Regions from separate parts of the Mus musculus genome. Here region 1 is linked to region 2. Evidence: chromatin contacts called from public Hi-C data. All regions are on one chromosome and are shown on one strand. Each heading gives the region's core, a stretch centred on a gene start, on an enhancer-like site or on the middle of the called end of the contact. The rest is flanking DNA. Distances are from core to core; before and after follow the strand shown. Region 1 has its middle 280 kb from the start of Mir7094-1. Region 2 has its middle 7.9 kb from the start of Gm25622.

The links. A called contact is a pair of places that touch in the nucleus more often than the background predicts.
Region 1: a Hi-C map of pro-B cells shows a contact between it and region 2, with 4 times the contacts expected there. The contact joins two enhancer-like sites. A contact is called at or near these places in 4 of 15 datasets of contacts at CTCF or cohesin (embryonic stem cells, large pre-B cells, pro-B cells and 1 more), 2 of 484 Hi-C or Micro-C datasets (large pre-B cells and pro-B cells) and 2 of 115 datasets of contacts at active chromatin or transcription factors (astrocytes and large pre-B cells).

What each region holds. Positions count from the first base shown.
Region 1 is chr12:114,187,192-114,190,729 of GRCm38.p6, reverse strand. It overlaps Igh. Among named protein-coding and RNA genes, the nearest start is that of Mir7094-1, 280 kb to the left of the region's middle. Within about 2 kb of position 1,564, at least 4 of the 459 cell types and tissues checked have an H3K27ac peak or open chromatin away from gene starts, as enhancers often do. A contact at or near this core is called in pro-B cells, where this site is marked.
Region 2 is chr12:113,220,409-113,223,769 of GRCm38.p6, reverse strand. No RefSeq gene overlaps it. Among named protein-coding and RNA genes, the nearest start is that of Gm25622, 7.9 kb to the right of the region's middle. Within about 2 kb of position 1,544, at least 76 of the 459 cell types and tissues checked have an H3K27ac peak or open chromatin away from gene starts, as enhancers often do. A contact at or near this core is called in pro-B cells, where this site is marked.

The DNA.
Region 1 (3,538 bases), core at 315-2,814, 970 kb before region 2:
TCTTCTTGAGTTTTATGTGTTTCGCAAATTGTATCTTATATCTTGGGTATTCTAAGTTTCTGGGCTAATATCCTTTTATCAGTGAGAATATATCATTTGAGTTCTATTGTGATTGGGTTACCTCACTCAGGATGATGCCCTCCAGGTCCATCCATTTGCCAAGAATTTCATATATTCACTCTTTTTAATAGCTGAGTAGTACTCAATTGTGTAAATATGCCACAATTTTTGTATCCATTCCTCTGTTGAGGGGCATCTTGGTTTTTCCAGCTTCTGGCTATTATAAATAAGGCTGCTATGAACATAGTGGAGCATGTATCTTTCTTACCAGTTGAAACATCTTCTGGATATATACCTGGGAGAGGTATTGCGGGATCTTCCAGTAGTACTATGTCCAATTTTCTGAGGAATCACCAGACTGATTTCCAGAGTGGTTTACAAGCTTGCAATCCCACAAAGAATGGAGGCGTGTTCCTCTTTCTCCACATCTTGCTTTCAGTTATTTTGTTGTCTCTAGACCAGGTTTTTGCAGTTCTGTTTCATTTGGATACATAATTTCCTTTGGGTCAATGTCTTCAGCTTCAAAGTGGTCCTGAGATAGCTGAATAGGCACAGATATAGAGTTAGGAAATCAAATTCAGATTTTATTTATCACAATTCAGCTACTGAATTTACTCGGCACATAGATTTTTCAATGATTGATAGAAGTAGTCAGTATTTATTACATTCTAATGTGTGGAAAGGAAAAAAATTCTCGGGGACAAACAGTAAAGACCCCATGACTATGCCAATGGCAAATGCTTGTCCAGACTGAAAAACCTAACAGGTATTTTTTTACACAGCTGACAAGCTGCATATTACTGTGTTTTTCTATACTTTATACAGAAGTCAACCTCCAACATACAGTGTCCTAAGAATTCTTCCTAGTTTTCTTTTGCCAAGGTCTAATTAGTTGGCCAAGGCTGGTATTGAACTTACCATCCTCTTCCTAATTTCCATGACCAAAATATTGTTAGGATTCATGCTATTACAAACCAGCAAAAATACGAGCAGTGGATTAAGCAGGTACAAGGCAGGGTCCTAAAATGAATACCTTTACAGCTTCTTTAAAATCAGACTTTTCCAGTAGAATTTGCATGGAAAGTTTTCCCACTTGGAACAGCTAATAGCTACATCACGTTTTTGAAATCTCCCATTTTGTATCTTTTTTATTTAAAGGCTACGAGCACGAGCACTTTTCTTATGGAACCCAGGGAAAACCCAGGTATCAGTGCTTGTCGCTGATCATCTTCAGCTCCTCCTCTTCTAGCTGTTTCTTGGTTTCTGAGTCCAGTCATGTGCAGCAGGCTCTTGGATAACTTAGTCTTGCACTGTGATGTCATGTTGGACACACTTTTCCAGACTACAACTTCGGACTCCACAGGAAGCAGTGTGGTCTGCATTATCCTCTGATGCTCTTGAGTAGGCTGTCCAGACTTTAGAGTAGCAGGGCATGTTAAGGGAAGCCCAACTGTCCACACAGCTGATCCACAAGTTCTTGCAACAGTGCTGATTCTACTCCCAGAGAAATGAAGAAGAGAAAGTCTGAAGTCCTTATGAGCCAGCAGGCAGGAAGGGACAGGAGGAGAGCAGCACCCTGGCATGCAGCCAAGGGAGGGGCTGCAGCAGTTCCTGCTTGAAGAGAAAAGCTGGCCTGGTTAGGGGCAGAATGAAGGGGGCAGCATGAAAGTATGAAAGAAGACACCTGCAGGGCTGCAGAAACTTCTACAAGAAGGACCTTCTCGGCCACTTCCGCTGTGTCAATGCCATTGAATTCTCCAACAATGGGGGCCAGTGGCTGGTCTCAGGGGAAGATGATTTCCAATTTCTGTTATGGCACATGGAAGAAGCTATCTGCTCCAGGGTCAAACCCAGACAGCTGAAGGGGGATCACCATTCCAACATTTTCTGCCTGGCTTTAAACAGTGGAAACACTAAAGTATTCTCTGGAGGAAATGATGAGCAAGTTATCCTCAAATTTGTTGAAAGCAGTGAGACACTGCCACAGCCGCCTGACCCCTCCAGTCCCTCCCTGTGCAGGGTAAACTGGAGGAGGCTTCTTTAACCAGCCCTGGAAGATGGAGCAAGGTGTACAGGTCAGAGGACTCACCAACAACTTCCTTAAAGCAAATCCCTCACATCTGTATATTTTACAGGAGGTAGGTTCTCTGAGTTTACCATAAGACCCTTACTTCAACATGTCTCCGGGTGAGACACAGATTGACGAAAAAACAAGAGGTCTGAGCTGGAGAGATGATTCACTGGTTAAGAGCGCTGATTGCTCTCCTGAAGATCCTGAGTTCAAAAATCAGCAACCACATGGTGGCTCAACAGTCATCGTTAAAGAGATCTAACACCCTATTCTGGTGTGTCTGAAGTCAGCTACAGTGTACTTAGATATAATAATAAATAAATCTTTAGACCTGAGTGAGTAGAATTCAAATCCCAGCAACAACATGATGGCTTACGACCATCATTACAGCTACGGTGTACCCATACACATAAAATAAATAAATCCTTAAAAAAAAAAAGAGGTTTATTTTCCTATATGAGGGGTTCGACCTTCAATTAATTTCAAGAAGAGTTACTAGAAGGTGACACCAAATGGCTGTTACAAGCAGTTTTTATACATTTTAGGGGCACAGGTTACATCAGCAAGAATACAGCTCTTATTAGCTAAGCATATTGAACTTTAAATTCATTGGCTACCAAGCATGACACACACTTCAACTCTACCTGGAACATTCCAGAGGATCAGGTGACTATCAGTCAGTACATTCTGTGGTTTTTCTGAGAATTTTTTACTCAAGAATATTCATGTGGGTAGAGAATGGAGCTTTGCCTAGCCTTGATCCTAGGCCAAAGAGGAAAGCTGTAAGGAGGGTATAGGATTGGAAAAATCCCTTAAGAACCTTCAATATCAGTAGTTATAATGCATGATAAAGCCTTAGTTTGGGAAGCTAATACTACTATCCAACTCCACTTAAAGGATGCTGGACCTAGTACTTCCTAAGAGTATTGACTAGGATGCAAAGTCCAGCTGATCCCTCTCTATAATCCACCTTCACTGCTTATAGTTGATAGTTCTGTTAACAGTAATCTACTTTAAACTTTGCTTCACGAATGAATTATTTTTAAAAAAAAGTGTGAGGGTGGGGCAAATAGAGAAGGTTCCAGAAATTAGAACAAGGAGATTAGATTTAATTCAGTAGAAAATTTCAAGCTGAAGGAGGACTGAGACAGATTAGAAAGGCAATTCTTAATTTCTGAGTTAAGGTTTTCGGTGTAGCCCTGGCTACCCTGGAACTCTTTCTATAGACTGGGCTAGCTTGATCAAATTTTGGCTTGCCTCTGCCTCCTAAGTGTTATGATCAAAGGCATGTGGCACCACATGTGGTGATCAAGTAAGATAATTCTTATCCTTGCAGTTGTGGCACATGCCTTTAATCTCAGAGGCAAATAACTGTGAGTTCAAGGCCAGTCTGGTCTACAGAGCTAG
Region 2 (3,361 bases), core at 295-2,794:
GCAGCTACATGGAGACCCTCTCTACAGAAATGTCATGGGTTCAGAGCTAGGGACACCAAGTCCGTGGAGGAAAGCACTGTAGAGTTGAGTCTGAAGATACACGCGCAGCTGCTGGCTTGCCTGTGGCCTGTTTTATAACCTTGGGCAGCATAAGACATAGCTCATAAGTGGACCTGTGCAGGAGGCGTAGTTGGGAATGGCTGCGAACAGATGGAGTGTGGCCTTAGGGTTGTCAGAAGGAATCTCGGGGCTATAGGCATGTGTGCCTCTCTAGAGGAACAAACAGAAACATAGCCAGATGGGACAGGCAGCCTACTGCGTTCACCTTGCTGATCTCCAAGCTCAGATGGGGATCATATAGCATGTCTCTGAAGGCTCCCACAGACCTGAGCACCTCGAACCTGTGTCCTTATCTCACGAGGGGCCTGACCCTCCCAGCCAGACTGCTTACTGAATGCCCATGTAGCCTGCAAACCAGGCTCCCCTCCCAGGGCAACAACTGAGGCAGCTCTGTTTCCCGCCACCCTCTCAGACCCCACAGAGCTGCCCAAGCCAGGCAAGTAGGTAAGGGGACTCCCCATGACTTGTCTCAACACCTCACTTGGTGTCCTGTCCGAGCACTAAACTCAGTGGGGTGCTAGCTACAAGCCTAAGTTCAGCCCTGCACAGCTCAGAGCAAAGGTACAGCCTTTGCCCAGTCCAGCAAAAGTGGAAAAGGCCTGCCCTGGTCTCCATAGTGAGCACTATAGTCAGGTTACATCTGCCTCAGCAGCTCAGAGCTGGCACTGAGCAAGCAAACTCTGCTGCCCCCGTGTGAGCATAGCCAGCGTTGCACACACACCACGCAGACGCTCTCCCTAGGGATGATGGGGGCAAGGAGGGTTTGTCAGGGTGTGAAGGGCGGCCTGCCCCGTGTAGCTATGGACTAAAGGGATGTATTCCTATCTAGTTATTTTAGATGGAAGCACACACCCCACCTATTTAGGGTGGGTAGGGACATGTGCCTTATTATAAGTCTGTATTGAGAGTGCAGACTTAAACTCCTGACCCAGGAGCACACCTCCTGACCCCTGTGTAATTGTCCCAGCATCCTCTGTGCTATTGGCTTCCTGGGGTCTGTTGGGACCCCCGCCCCCACCCCTGCCAATCAAGACTGGCACACAGGGGATGTGATCAGGCCTAGCCCTGGGGCTGGTCAAGGCACAGATGGACCAGTGATGCCTCAACTCCAGGTGTGCCTGCTGGGGCTCCAGAGTGGTGTAATACAGGGCTCGTGCGCCCCCTGGTGACCATGTGTGTCACTGCACACGGAAGGCCGGATTCAGATACTTGGCTCTACCCAACCAGGTGTACTTTCAGTAACAAAACAGACCCAGAGTATGTACACACGCAAATGTCCATGTGTGTGTCCCCATGTTTACACATCTGTGTCCCAGGGAGTTCATGTATCACCCATGATAAATGTAGACACTGGTGGAAATAGTATGACAGGGGAACAGGAACTGCGACTGGAGAAGGTGCCCCCAGGAGCAGATCTCTGCTGCCACCATGTGGCCATTGGTGGTATTATCTTTGCAGCCCACAGGAAGCTCCTCTTACGCAGGCGCAGAGGGACTAAGGCACTGGTTCTCAACCTGTGTGTCAGGATCCCCGCTAAGGGGTCCGATGTCTTTTCCACACTAGTTGAAAGTCAGATGATTTGAAACAGTAAACAAATTACAGTTATGAGGTAGCAAAAAAAATAATTTTACGGTTGGGATGACAACATAAAGAGCTGTATTAAAAGGTCACAACGTAAGGAAGATTGAGAACCACTGAGCTAAAGCGACCAGGAGTACATGCCTGGGTTTTGATGATCAAGTTGAGAGTTCAGGCTTGTACTGCAGTTTGGGAGAGAAGGCTTATATTCTCCTCGTGGTTACCCCAAGACTCTGTACATATCTTGTGCACAATGTACCAGCAACAGGAAAAATAAAAAATTACATAAATAAATAAGCCCCAGTCTGGGCTCCTGGGCAGTCTACAGTCCCATATTCCACACAGATCCATGGACACGCCAGGAAACAAAGAGAATTAATAACTGAGGTAGGTGGGGAGAGGGCTAAGTGTCAACAGAATTAGGGGGTACCCAGGGCCACCAGCTCCAGCCGCCCCGCCCCCGACCTGCACTGTCCCTAATACCTGTTGGGTTCCTAGGGCCTAACGATACTTTGCAATCTGGTGTCTGGCACTGAGGAAGCACGGTTAGGCCAGTCGTGAGACTGGTCAGGGCTGTCACACTAGCTGGTTGCCTAAGCACCTGAGATACACCTGTGGCGTCTCCACAATGACCACAGCGTAGTGCTCAGGTGCCCCCTGGTGGACAGATGCACCACTGCATGCTGTGCCAAGCCAAGTTCAAAACCTGGCACCTACAGAAAACTACTACGATAGAAGCTTCTTAAAATATATACATATAGGGGGCTGGAGAGATGGCACAGTGGTTAAGAGCACTGACTGCTCTTCCAAAGATCCTGAGTTCAAATCCCAGCAACCACATGGTGGCTCACAACCATCCGTAATGAGATCTGACTCCCTCTTCTGGAGTGTCAGAAGACAGCTACAGTGTACTTACATATAATAAGTAAATAATTTTTTTAAAATATATATATATACATATGTGAAAGAAATCTAAATGGAGTCGCCAAATAACAGAAGAGACGAAGGCCCAACTAGACATCTCTGACCCTCCAGTGTGTGTGTGTGTGTGTGTGTGTGTGTGTGTGTGTGTGTGTGTGTGTGTGTGTGTGTTTAGACATTTATGTCTCTAATCCTCCTCCCCGCTGAGGCTCCAGCACTGTTCACATCACAAATGAGTCGGGCGTGGAGAGAAAACAACATTGGTAGAAATCCAGAGGTCATGTGATGGTGTTAAAGTCTCACTGTTGACCGGGATTCTCTGACTGACCAAATTGCAGTCACCAGGAGGGGCTCTGAGCTCAGAGCTCCACAGAGTCTACTATGACTACAAAGTTCCTCCCAGCCCTGTTCTAACCAGCATGGGCCTGAGGCCTGCAAGAGCAAGACTCTACTGGCCTCATGTGGCCTCTGGTAGAATTGCACTTACTGCCTACTCGAAACTCTCCTTAGAGCTCTTAGAGCAGGTTGGGGAAGGGCTGTTTTCTCAAGGCAGGTGGGGTCAGTAGCTCTTCCTCTAGTGTGGGAGACAGCGCATGCTCTGACTAGTCATACAGTTACGATGGGGAAGGGCATGTGTCCCATGTGTCTAAGGCTGCACTTGGTAGTGAAGGTAGGGGTGCAGGCTTACCCACCCAGGCTCATGTCCACCTCATGGTAATGCCCAGGCTCTGTGCATGCCATG